Regions from separate parts of the Sus scrofa genome. Here regions 1, 3 and 4 are each linked to region 2. A link is a contact called in public Hi-C and HiChIP or PLAC-seq data. All regions are on one chromosome and are shown on one strand. Each heading gives the region's core, a stretch centred on a gene start, on an enhancer-like site or on the middle of the called end of the contact. The rest is flanking DNA. Distances are from core to core; before and after follow the strand shown.

Region 1 (2,700 bases), core at 104-2,603, 37 kb before region 2:
GAGATGGGAAGTTATTGTTTAATGGCTACAGTTTGTTTGGGATGATGAAAAAGTTGTGGACATGGACACTGGTGATAGCTGCACAATACCGCCAACACACTTGATGCCACTGAATCGTACACTTGAAAATGATTAAAATTGTACACTTGAAAATGATTAAAATTGTAAACATCTTCGGTTGTTACAATTCCCACCCCCCAATAATTTTTTTTAACGTCCATGGGAAATCAAATGCGCACCCAGGCTTCCCCTCTCCTCCCCCCACAGCTGCTGGTCGGGGCCAAAAAGTCTCTCCGCATTTTTCAGAGGCTGTAATCACAATGAGTGGGGTTCACGAGAACACAGGACGTTACTTTAAAGTGTTAAGAAAACCTTAAATACCAAGGACCCAAGAAAGAGCCTCAAACAGGACTCGAAAAGGTGACGGAGTTTGGATTGGGTGAATCCGCCTAATGATGGAAAACCTTCTGGAACACGGAAGAGGATGTTTCCCTTTTATTCCCTACACTTTGTTTTTACGGCTGAACACTGAAGAACAAACGGTTCGATCTCTTCACAAATACCTACTGCGCACCTGGGAAGGAGGTGAGGGACCTGAGCCTGCGCCTGAGCGTCGGGCAAGGGGCGGTTCCGACCGAGGCATTTCCCGCGAGGCGGGGGCGGGAGGGGGGGGAGGGGAAGGCGCGGGGAGGAGGTGCCCCGAGCCGGCCTCGCGGTCCTTCCCGGTACCTACCCGCCTCTGCTACCGTTTACCCAGACTGACCGCGCGCAAAGCCCTGCGTGCGCACTCCCTCCCCTCCCCTCCCCCCACTTTACGGATCGAGAAACTGAGACCCCGGGCGATAGGGAAGGGATGCGAAACCACGCGCCCAAGGTCATCCGATAGGCCAGCGGGTCGCGGGCTCTCAGACTGGTCGGCTTCTGCGCCCGCGCGCCATTATCCCCGCACGCAGAGTCTGGGCCTGAGGCCTCGGCGTCGGCGTCGGATCCGGCCTAGAGGGACCGGAGAAGTTGAGAGCCGAAGCATGGGAGGAGGGAGCGGTCCTGAAGACGCTCCCGGGGCCGCCCAGCTTCACCTCTCACAGTCTTTGACGCCCCTATTCTCGGCAGACCCTGCCGGGAAGGCTCGGCCAAAGCCGCGCCTGGAGAAGGCCGCCAACAGACCTAACGGAGCTGCCGCCGACCGCCGTGAAAGTGCCCGGCCTGAGAGAAGCCATAGGATACTCACCCTTTCGGGCCTGGAGCTCCGTTGCCGGTCGGCACGCCGGGCGCGCCGCTCTCCTCCTCCATTTTAGGCTCTGTCGCCGCCACCTCGGCCGCCGCTTCGACCCCTGCCGCCATTTTCTTCGCGTCTGGGCTTTGTGTGAGCGAGCGGGCTGCGCGGCGCTGCGCCTGCGCGCTCACATGACCCGGCGCGACCAGTAACGCCTGCGCGCGCCGCGGCGGCCTCCGGCCTCTTTCCCTCACGCCCCGGGCCACGCCCCCCGCCGCGCGCAGGCGCAGACCATCAGCTGTTAATTCATTCTCGCGTTTGGCACCTCCTGGATTCACCATCCGCTCTCGAGGTCTGGCAGGGGAGGCATCCTTCCATTCCCCTACCCGGACCCAGTAACTCCAAGGTATCTGCAAACAGAGCTGGGGCAGAAGGGCAGCGAAATACTATACTAGGCTATAAGCGAGTTAGCCAGGCAAGGGTAGGACACTGAAGGGCCAGGCAGTAGGACAGATGTGCAAAATGCTCTCTCTAAGCAAGTATCCTGCACCAAGAATACCTGGGCTCTATCCGACCTATCTCCCCACCGCTCTAAGAACTCCTGGATGCAGAGCCCATGGACTAAGTCCCTCTCACCGAACCCATCCATTACAAGCCAAACGCATGACTGGAGACTTAGTATGTGCTTATGCACGTTTCCTGAGTGAATGAAAAAGCAAGAAGCCAAACGTGATAGAGATCACATAATGGAAGAAATGGTGGGGTCCTTGCTGCCTGATCTTGGGTCCCTCTGTCTCCCTTCCCCAGAAGCCACCCCTATCTGGAACTTTGAAATGCTTTACTGGATCTTGCATGAGTTCCCACCTAACCACCAAACTCTAAGCTCACAAAGGAAGAGATGTGGAGTTCCCGTCGTGGCGCAGTTGTTAACGAATCCGACTAGGAACCATGAGATTGCGGGTTCGGTCCCTGCACTTGCTCAGTGGGTTAACGATCCGGCGTTGCCGTGAGCTGTGGTGTAGGTTGCAGACGCGGCTCGGATCCCGCGTTGCTGTGGCTCTGGCGTAGGCTGGTGGCTACAGCTCCGATTCGACCCCTAGCCTGGGAACCTCCATATGCCGCGGGAGCGGCCCAAGAAATAACAAAAAGGCAAAAAAAAAAAAAAAAAAAAGGAAGAGATGTTTTGTTTTGTTTTCCTCTCCCTCTCACTGAATAACTACATTTCCTTCCACTCTGGGGGACTATCCCACCTGCCGCATCCTCCTCCAAATAAAACGCTTAATTTGGGCTGGTATTCTGAGTGGATTAAGAACTTCAGTCCCAGAGAATAAACCCAGTAGCCCAGCCTGATCCGGAGGCTAGGCCCCACCCTCTCCTTTCAGCTCCCGTTCCCACAGACTTCCCAAACTCTTCAGACTCACAGGTTTCCTTCAAGATTGCCCTTTGCAAGCCCCTCCCCTCCTAAAATCTCTGATCTACTAAAATCC
Region 2 (2,878 bases), core at 199-2,698:
GTTGGCTGCCTGCCCTGCCCTGCCCAGGGGTTACTTGAAGCTTCTAGAGCCCTCTGTCCCCCAGGGTCAGAGAAGATCCTCCAGCAGTTTGGAGGAGGTGGTCTGACAAGCCCAGTCCCAGATCTTGGTCACGGGCTCCCTCAGATACACTCCCTATGTGGCCTGGGTTCAAATCCTGCTCCAACACTTATTAACTGCGCCTTAGTATCCAGGTCCATAAAGAGACAGGATGGAAAATACTGACCTCATTGGCTGTGGTGAGGGTTTCAATGAATTCATGTGTATAAAGTGCTTAGAAAAGTGCAGGTACTTGGATGGTGCTATTATAGTTCTAAAAGTTAAGAGATAATTGTTGCTGTTAAGCACCAGGCCTGGGTCCAGCACACTTAGTATCCCCCCCCACCTCCGACCCCCACAACCCCCAAACGCAGGTACTCCTCTCAATCCAGACTCCCGCACTCCAAACCAGGCTCCATTCAACACCTCAACCCCCATTGTCCGCCCCTCCCTTCCAGGGCTCCGCCCCCAGACGCACTGCCACCAATCAAGGCTCTCCCCTGCCACTCCGTGCGAGCACCGCCCCCACCCGTGCAGCCCAGCCTACTTCTTGGACACGCCCACCACATCCCAGCCCCGCCTCTAAAGGCCCCGCCCCCACCGCTAAGGGCGCTTTCCACCTAGCCCGGCCCGCCAAACGCTGGGACGACCCCGCCCCCTCTGAAGGCCCCGCCTCTAACGGCCTGTCCCACCGCCCCCGGCCCCACCCCCTCTGGGCCCTGGCCCCGCCTCGGTGCATCCAGGGCCCCCAAGCCTCTCTGGGCAGCCTGCCTCGCGGGGCCGCAAACCCTGGCCTAAACTTGATCATGCCCGACCCGCAGTGGCTTTCCTGGCTGCCTAGCCTGCCGGGCGCCAACCCTCTGGCTCCAGTCTGGGGCCAGAGGCCTGGAGTGCAGCCTCGGCGCCTGCCCACCGCTTCGCTGCCGCTCATAGCCCGTCTGTGCCCCACCGGCCGCACCTTTGAATAGGTAGTCGTACTCGTCGTCCCGGGTCCCCATTGTCCTGGCGCTTCCGGCGGGATCGGCGACTCCGCAGCCCCACCACAAACACCCGACGGGGGCGGAGCCGGCGCCGCGCAGAGCGGCGGCCGGATGCCCAATCAGCGGTGGATGGCGTAGCGACCGGCACCCAGAGTAGCCAATAAGAGGCTTAAGCAGAGCCCCCGGGGTGGGCACCGTCGGAGATCCACCTTTTTCGCCCTCGGTCTCCTGGAGAAAGGCGGAAGGAATGCGGACCTTTCTGAAGTGACGGCCTCTTCAGCCTATCAAAGGCTAGATCTGGAAGGCGGGTCGGAAGACCATAAGATGAAACGGATTGACGGAGCGAGTAGCCAATGAGAGGTTTGAATCAGACAGCTCCGGACCACCAGAGGACCTGTCCGGGAAGGGAAATGGGGCTACGTCCAGGTAGTGTTACGCTATTTAACGTCCCAATGACGTCATAGGTCAATGCGCGCGGCTCTTCTGGACGCTCCCCCCACCGCTTGCCCCATAAATGGCCTTTTCCGGGGGGGCGTCTGCTTGGGGACCTTTTCAGCTTAGAGGGAGATCCCCTCTCTCTGGATTGCAGTTTCTATCCCTGCATTGGTGACTCGTTAAGATACCCCTGCCTCAGCTTCCTCCCTTTGTATAACGGAAGAAACTCACCTTATGGAATATTTGGAGTATGATTAGACCATTTACTTAAATACCTACTAAAACAACCATCCACAGTCTGTCATTAAGTCTTTGTTTAACAAATATTTATAAATCCTTCGTGTCATTCCTTCTCTGTCCCCTTATGTTGTTTTATTCCACAACCCCCTCGCCCCCAAGGATTTATCCCTACTTGACGAAGTATTTCTTTCTCCGCCCTGTTAAAAAGCAAAATTCAGGTGAGTACATTTGACGATCTAATAGCCTTTATTAAAAAATTCGTGAGTCAAGTAGCATCTCATCTGTTAAGCAGAGATAGTCCGAAAGGTTGCTCAAAATGGAAGACGTTTATAGGAAGGAGGGTGAGACAAAGAAGTCATGACGAGAGAAAAAAACAAAAGTTCGTTTGGAGGAAAGTAAGCGTTCAGGTAAGGACAGCATCTCATTGGCTAAGCTGTGGTGTCTTCATTGGCTGGGCTTGTTGCTGGGAGGGAAGAAAATCTTTTCTCCTTTAATGAAGTAGTTGCAGTGTCTGTTTGGGAGTGCAAGGTAAGTCTCTTGTGATTGGGGTCTGTAACTGATGTCTTCCTGATTGGGGTCTTTGAGGAGTGGTTGGGCGTAAGAGCTCCCTCTGAAAGCCTTTCCTGACTCCAATTTTAGCTGAGGTTTCCTTTTTAAAATTTTCACAATCTAGGAGTTCCCATTGTGGTGCAGAGGAAAACCCAACCAGTATCCATGAGGATGCTGGTTCAGTCCCTGGCCTTGCTCAGTGGGTTAAGGATCTGGTGTTGTCGTGAGCTGTGGTGTAGGTCGCAGATGTGGCTTGGATCTGGCTTTGCTGTGGCTGTGGCATAGGCTGGCAGCTGTAGCTGGGATTCCCCCCTAGCCTGGGAACTTCCATGTGCTCTGGGTTCAGCCCTAGAAAGCAAAAGATAAAAATAAAATTTTCACAGTCCAGTAGTTTATTTAGTTTCTGTTCCTCACCAACAGAACATCAGCCCAGTGAAGGCAGGGGCTGTGTCTGTGGCAGTCGGTGTTGTGTCCACAGTGCTCAATAAATGATTAATGATAATGTCAGAGTGGGGCTCATGTGCTAATTGTAATAATAATTATTATTGCCACTTGGACCTCTTCCCTGGGATGTCCACCTAGCATCCCACATACAAATTTGACCTCTTTTCCCATAT
Region 3 (2,700 bases), core at 200-2,699, 59 kb after region 2:
GAAGACCCCTGACTCACTGACTGGTCTGACACACTGGACCTGGGACTGGGAGAAAAGATCTTTCCCTCTCCCACCTCAGCCTCTGGGCCCAGCAGGGGGCAGGGTCCACCTGAAGGGGCTCACTTTGAACTCTCCAGGGTGGGATGGGAGCTGAGGAGTGACAGAGCCCCTAGTCCACCCACTCCTCCAGCCTTCTTCCCTAATAAAACATTCCTAATGCAGCTTGTCTTGTTTTGGAGATACAGACACATGGTTCTCCCTCCTCAAAAGACAACACCTTGTCAGGGAAGACATCCCCCTTCCAGAGTGCAGTGGGCCAGTGACCACTTCTGGGACCCACAAGAGTTTTATATGCCCAGTGACAACCCAGACAAAACCCCAAATTTACATACAATATAAACACTTTATTAACGGCAGATCATGATGGGCCAAATGGTCGATCCAGATATCCAGGACCCTGTAAACAAAGTCCGTGTGAGATGCTGACAGCAACCCCCCCTCCCCCGCCCCAAATCTCAGCTGACCCTTTTTACACACCCCACCACCAAGAGGCCCTCATCCATGGGCTTGGCCAAACCTCCCTCCCACCAGACAATAGTCTACCAGGGACCTGCTGCTTCCCACCTGCACTCACCAGCCACAACTTCAGCGCAGCCTCCGAGCCTCTCGCTCTGACTCCAAAAGGGTGAGCACATCACCCTCACGAACAGGGCCTTTCACGTTTCGGATGATGGAACGACTCGTATCGTCCATGAATTCTACCCGCACCTACAGGGCACGGGGAGACCAGAAGTCAGGGTTAGCCACGAATAAGCACTGTGGGATAAGCAGCCGATTTGGATTCAGAAAACGTGTCTGCCTAGAGACTCTTAAAAAGGAGACTGAGGCTTGGAAGCACGGACCGGCCAGAAGAGAAACCGAGACGTGCAATGAACAGCTCTCAAGAGCCAGAAACAACCAGGAGGAACAACTAACGTTCTTGGACCGCGGATGGGAACGCAAGCATTAGGAAATGGAGCCACAGTGGTAGTTGGGATAGATTGAACCAGTACGTCAGGGCCCTAGGAATGAGATTGACGGAGCCCAGATCCAATAAACAGGGTGAAGACTCGGAGCCTCTGTGAGCCATGGGGAAAAGGGTACGTATAGTTCTCAGATACCAGGGTACAGAACCTGGGGCACAGGAGTAACCATCCGAGGCTCAGATTCCAGCCCCCCACCCCACCCCCGCCCTGCCGTCTCCCCCGCTCACCTGCGTGCACTGTCCCTGCGAACCTGTCCTGCCCAGAACCTTGGTAACCTGCGGAGAGGCTGGGATCAGATCTGGCCCACCCAGTTCCCCTACTCCCTTACCCAGGCCCCCAAATCCGTGCACCCCCTCACCCTGGCGAGCTTGATGGGCTGCACACGGCTCGTGTCCATGATGGCGGCGCGGCGGTGGTCTGGCGGAGAGGAGTCACGTGCCTCGGGAAGAACTTTTATAGGACGTCAAGGCCCCGCCCACTCTCGCTATCGCGAGGCCATACGCCATGTTCCCAGCAGTCCTAGCGTAGAGACGTCACCGGCGCCCTTCAGCGCGGGTGGAAGATGGCGTCCGCTACTCGTGTCATCCAGCTGCTGCGGAACTGGGCATCCGGGGTGCGCGGGGCGGGAGTGGCTGCCCTGGGGGGCTGTGGGTTCCGTGCGCCCTGGATCCGCTCTCGCTACTCACCTCTTTCCTAGTACCTCTGGGACTGAGGCTATTTAGTGCCGAGTTTCCTCTAAGCCGGGACCCCTCGCTCAGCCCGGAACCCCTAACGCGTGACGCCCTCAGTCGGGGCACACCCACCTCCACCCCCAGCCCTTGGCCTTCTCTTGGCTGGGATCTCACTCACTCCTGCGACCTCCCTAGGCTTATATTTTTTTAGCCTTGGATCTTGTGGTCCCGGCTCCCCCTTTTCTCTTTACTTTCAGGGCCCACATCCTTGTCGCCAAATGCCCATCTTCCGCCTTCCCTTTATTTGTCCAGCTCTAGACTTGCCCCTGTTCGCCGGCCTTCTCCTTTTCTAGGGTACCCTGCAGGCTGATATGCTTCCTCTCTTTCTCCCACAGCGAGACTTACAGGCGAAGCTGCAGCTGCGTTACCAGGAGATCTCCAAGCGGTGAGCAAGCCCCGCTCGCTGCCCAGACTCCAATCCTGTCGTTCCTCCATCAAAAACAAAACCCGTGTTCTTTTAGACGCTGAAACGCTGGGCCTAAATCCTGCCTCCAGCTCCATAGCCGGCTCATGGAAGGAGAGATGTGCCTTTAATCTTGCTGGACTATGTCAGAGAATGCCGCTCTTGGAATACCCAGAATGGGCGTGGATTCTGAGTAGGAATTATCAGTGAGATTTGCAGTCCTCAGTGTGGTCCTGCTATTTGGTGTTAACATCCCCAAGCTACAGATGAAAATGTTCGCGTCTAGGAGGGACTAAGTCATTAGCTTAAAATCACTCGAAAACCAGAAAGTTACAGTGGGGATTAGAACCTAGAAATGTCTGGATTTGAAACTCTTTTGATTTTGAGTCCAAAAATTACTTGACATTTACAAGACCCGCATTTACAAATCTCAGCCCTTGGGGAGATCAGTGTGAACAAGAAAAGCTCTTCTGGTTTCTTTCATGGAGCTCATATCCTAGGGAGAGGGAGAAACAACATAGGGAAATAAACACACCAAGTT
Region 4 (2,755 bases), core at 204-2,703, 43 kb after region 2:
AGATTCATTTCCAGTGAGCCACAACGTGAACTCCCAATGGGCTCCTTTTTATCAGATAAAGTCTAAACTGCTTCAGATGCCCTCTTCTTCCCGTTCCTCCATCCTTCTCCCACCAACACCACAACTTAGTCAGAGTTCGCCATATCTTCCTTCGCACATTTTTTTTTCTTTTTTTTAAGGCCACACATGTGGCATATGGAAGTTCCGTAAGGGTTGAACTGGATCAGCATCTGCAACCTACTCCAAAACTCATGGCAACGTCCCACTGAGTGAGGCCAGGGATTGAACCTGCATCCTCACAGAAGTATGTTGGGTTCTTAACCCGCTCAGCCACAATGGAAATTCCCCTTTGCACCTTTCCTTAAGTGTCAACCCTGCAGGTTGCCTTCCTGACCCTCCAGGTCAGTGATTTGCCCCCTTTTCTCCTCACATTGATTTCATCTCACCCCTGTCACCACTTAATATAAACCGTAAATTGAAAGTCTGTCTCCTCTCAGCTGTGAGGCCCCAGATGACAGGGCTTATGTCCCCCTCAAAGACCTGAACAGTGCTGGGCACACAGTAGGTGCTCAATAAATGCTAAATGCATCTGAAAAAGAAAACAATCTGTAGAATCACTTTAGATCATAATATGTTCCAAATGGGTTAAAGAGGTCAATGTAATTTCAAATCATTCTTTCAACAAACATTTATTAAGTACCTACTGTGTGCCCAGGGCACTGGATAAGGCAACGATCAAAACAAACCAGTTTTCTGTCCTTATGGGGAAACAGATGGCAAACAAGATTTTTTTTTTTTTTTTGGAAGTGTGGAGTTCTTGGCCAGAGATGGAACCTGTGCCAGAGCAGGGACAATGCTGGATCCTTAACCAGCTAGGCCACCAGGGTGCTCCTAGATTCTCCCCCACCCCCCAGATAGTGAAAAAAGCTATTAGGTTCATAAAACAGAGTCACTGGAAAGATAGTGACAGGAAAATATCCGTGTTAGGCCTTTAGGGGACAGGAACGCACAGGTTGAGCCCCCAAAGGTAGGAGAAGGTGGCCAAATGAACAGGTGCAGGGAAGAACAGTTCAGGAATATGAACAGCATGTGCAAAGTCCCTGCGGTAGGAAAGATCCATGGTCAAGGTATCTCACGCAGACAGACATGAACATCAGTCCTTTCAGCTTCCACCCAAAGGATCTTCCAAATACACAAATCCCACCGAGTAACGCTACTGCTTAGCGTCTTCCCATGGCTCACCGTCCCCTGTGGATCAAATCCAAACCCTTTAACCCTGCGCTGGGCAGCACTTGCAGGCTGGGCTTCCTACTCCTGACCAGTCAGCCCTCAGGGACACCCACTCTAGGTTCCGCCCCTAACCACGCCCCACACTCTCGGTTCTCGGCCAGCGCGGCCCACCCTGCCTCACCATTGGAGAGCTCAGAGAGCGTCGGATGCTGGTTGGCTGATGTGGCCGTCAGTTAGGGTCAAGGCCTTGATAACCGGTACCCGAGCTTCGAGGGGGCGGGTTCGGGTGCGGGCGCGGCGGGGGCTGCGGCTTCAGGTAAAGCACCAGCTTGCGCGGCGCTGATGGGGGTCCTGGGCGGGGATCAGGGTACGCACGGGATGGGGTTTTGCGCTTCCAGCCCCTCTGCGGGCTCAGCGCGCTGCGAAGGGGCGGACGCCGTGTCCTCTGGCTGGGACCCCTCCCACACTGGGAACCCCAGGTGGGCAGCAAGCAGAGTCGGGGGGTAGTGCTCTGGATTCGGGAGGTCTCCTTCCTCCCGCCCTTCAGGATCGAAGTGGGGGGGCTTGTTCGCCCCCTAGCGCCCCAACCGACTACGGGACCCTTTCCGAGAATCGCTGCCAGACAGCTTGGGGACCTGGGTCCATACCCTAGCGCTGGACCTCAGAGTGGGGCGGGGGGAGGAGAGATTCGGAAACGGTGGTGGGGGGGGGACGGACGGCCCCCGGGCCAGCAGACAATGGGTAGCGGATGGAACCGCCCGGCGGCGTTTCCTGTAGGAAACTGCTCTGTCTCTGTGAGGCCGTCCTGAGGGGACAGGGGGGTGAGGGGGCGCTGACCTCAGTAAAACCTCCTCAGTACCTCCTCAGCCTCCATCCCCATCTCAGGGGTCTGAGAGTCCTTCCCCGACATTAAGGAGTGCCACCACCCAGAGCCTTAATCTGGGAAGACGCCCCTCCCCAGGACCGGGATACTCACTGCCCGCCGTGTCCCTCACCCCTCAGGTTTCATGATCACAGCTCCGAGTCCCAAAATAGTCCCTGGGGCGGGAGTGGGAGCGTATGGCGTCGACTCTGACGGCCTAATAAGGGGGTCTCAGGCAGAGAATCCGAATCTCGCAGTGACAGCTCGGGCAGGGAGCGGAGGCGAGGGGAGGGCAGTTGCACGCCCCCACTCGAGTGAGGCCGCAGCCGCTGCAGCCGCGGGAGTTTGGGCCTTTTCTTCTCATCAGGGACACACGCAGAGGACAGGCATGAGTGCAGCTGTGTGTGCGACCCCCTCCTGCTCCCGACCCCTCTCAGGGAGTGGAGGGCTGTTTATAGAAAGCTGTCAAGTGGAATGGCCAATGCAGAAACACTGGCGAAGCTGCCTAGGTTCATATCCTGCTTCTGCCCATGTTTGACCTTGGGTGGGTCATTAATCTCTGTGTCTCAGTCTCTCCATCTGCACAATGGGGGAAAGAATAATAAGAAAATCTACTTCAAAGAGTTTACCTAGGTGTTTTTGTTTTTGTTTTTTTGTTTTTTA

What was found. A called contact is a pair of places that touch in the nucleus more often than the background predicts. HiChIP or PLAC-seq counts read pairs in DNA pulled down with a chosen protein or histone mark.
Region 1: a Hi-C map of skeletal muscle shows a contact between it and region 2, with 2.0 times the contacts expected there. The contact joins the promoter of HNRNPM here to the promoter of RAB11B in region 2. A contact is called at or near these places in 3 of 47 Hi-C or Micro-C datasets (embryonic fibroblasts, epiblast stem cells and skeletal muscle).
Region 3: a contact with region 2 is called in an H3K27ac HiChIP or PLAC-seq map of skeletal muscle. The contact joins the promoter of RPS28 here to the promoter of RAB11B in region 2. A contact is called at or near these places in 4 of 47 Hi-C or Micro-C datasets (heart right ventricle, liver and skeletal muscle) and 2 of 2 datasets of contacts at active chromatin or transcription factors (alveolar macrophages and skeletal muscle).
Region 4: a contact with region 2 is called in a Hi-C map of retroperitoneal adipose tissue, with 2.1 times the contacts expected there. The contact joins the promoter of KANK3 here to the promoter of RAB11B in region 2. A contact is called at or near these places in 2 of 5 promoter capture datasets (both in liver), 29 of 47 Hi-C or Micro-C datasets (adipose tissue, alveolar macrophages, blood and 16 more) and 2 of 2 datasets of contacts at active chromatin or transcription factors (alveolar macrophages and skeletal muscle).

What each region holds. Positions count from the first base shown.
Region 1 is chr2:70,857,431-70,860,130 of Sscrofa11.1, forward strand. HNRNPM (heterogeneous nuclear ribonucleoprotein M) reads right to left here and starts at 1,354. Exons shown (of 17, transcript NM_001244930.1): 1 at 1,229-1,354. The coding sequence starts at 1,341.
Region 2 is chr2:70,894,721-70,897,598 of Sscrofa11.1, forward strand. It overlaps RAB11B (RAB11B, member RAS oncogene family), which reads right to left and starts at 1,449. Exons shown (of 5, transcript NM_001244875.1): 1 at 1,016-1,449. The coding sequence starts at 1,055.
Region 3 is chr2:70,953,323-70,956,022 of Sscrofa11.1, forward strand. RPS28 (ribosomal protein S28) reads right to left here and starts at 1,450. Exons shown (of 4, transcript NM_001001587.1): 1 at 1,384-1,450; 2 at 1,253-1,300; 3 at 635-768; 4 at 387-457. The coding sequence starts at 1,422. The coding sequence ends at 646. It overlaps KANK3 (KN motif and ankyrin repeat domain-containing protein 3), which reads left to right. Exons shown (of 11, transcript XM_003123162.4): 11 at 1-221. The coding sequence ends at 12. It overlaps NDUFA7 (NADH dehydrogenase [ubiquinone] 1 alpha subcomplex subunit 7), which reads left to right and starts at 1,522. Exons shown (of 4, transcript XM_003123185.5): 1 at 1,522-1,638; 2 at 2,092-2,141. The coding sequence starts at 1,588.
Region 4 is chr2:70,937,279-70,940,033 of Sscrofa11.1, forward strand. It overlaps KANK3 (KN motif and ankyrin repeat domain-containing protein 3), which reads left to right and starts at 1,454. Exons shown (of 11, transcript XM_003123162.4): 1 at 1,454-1,546.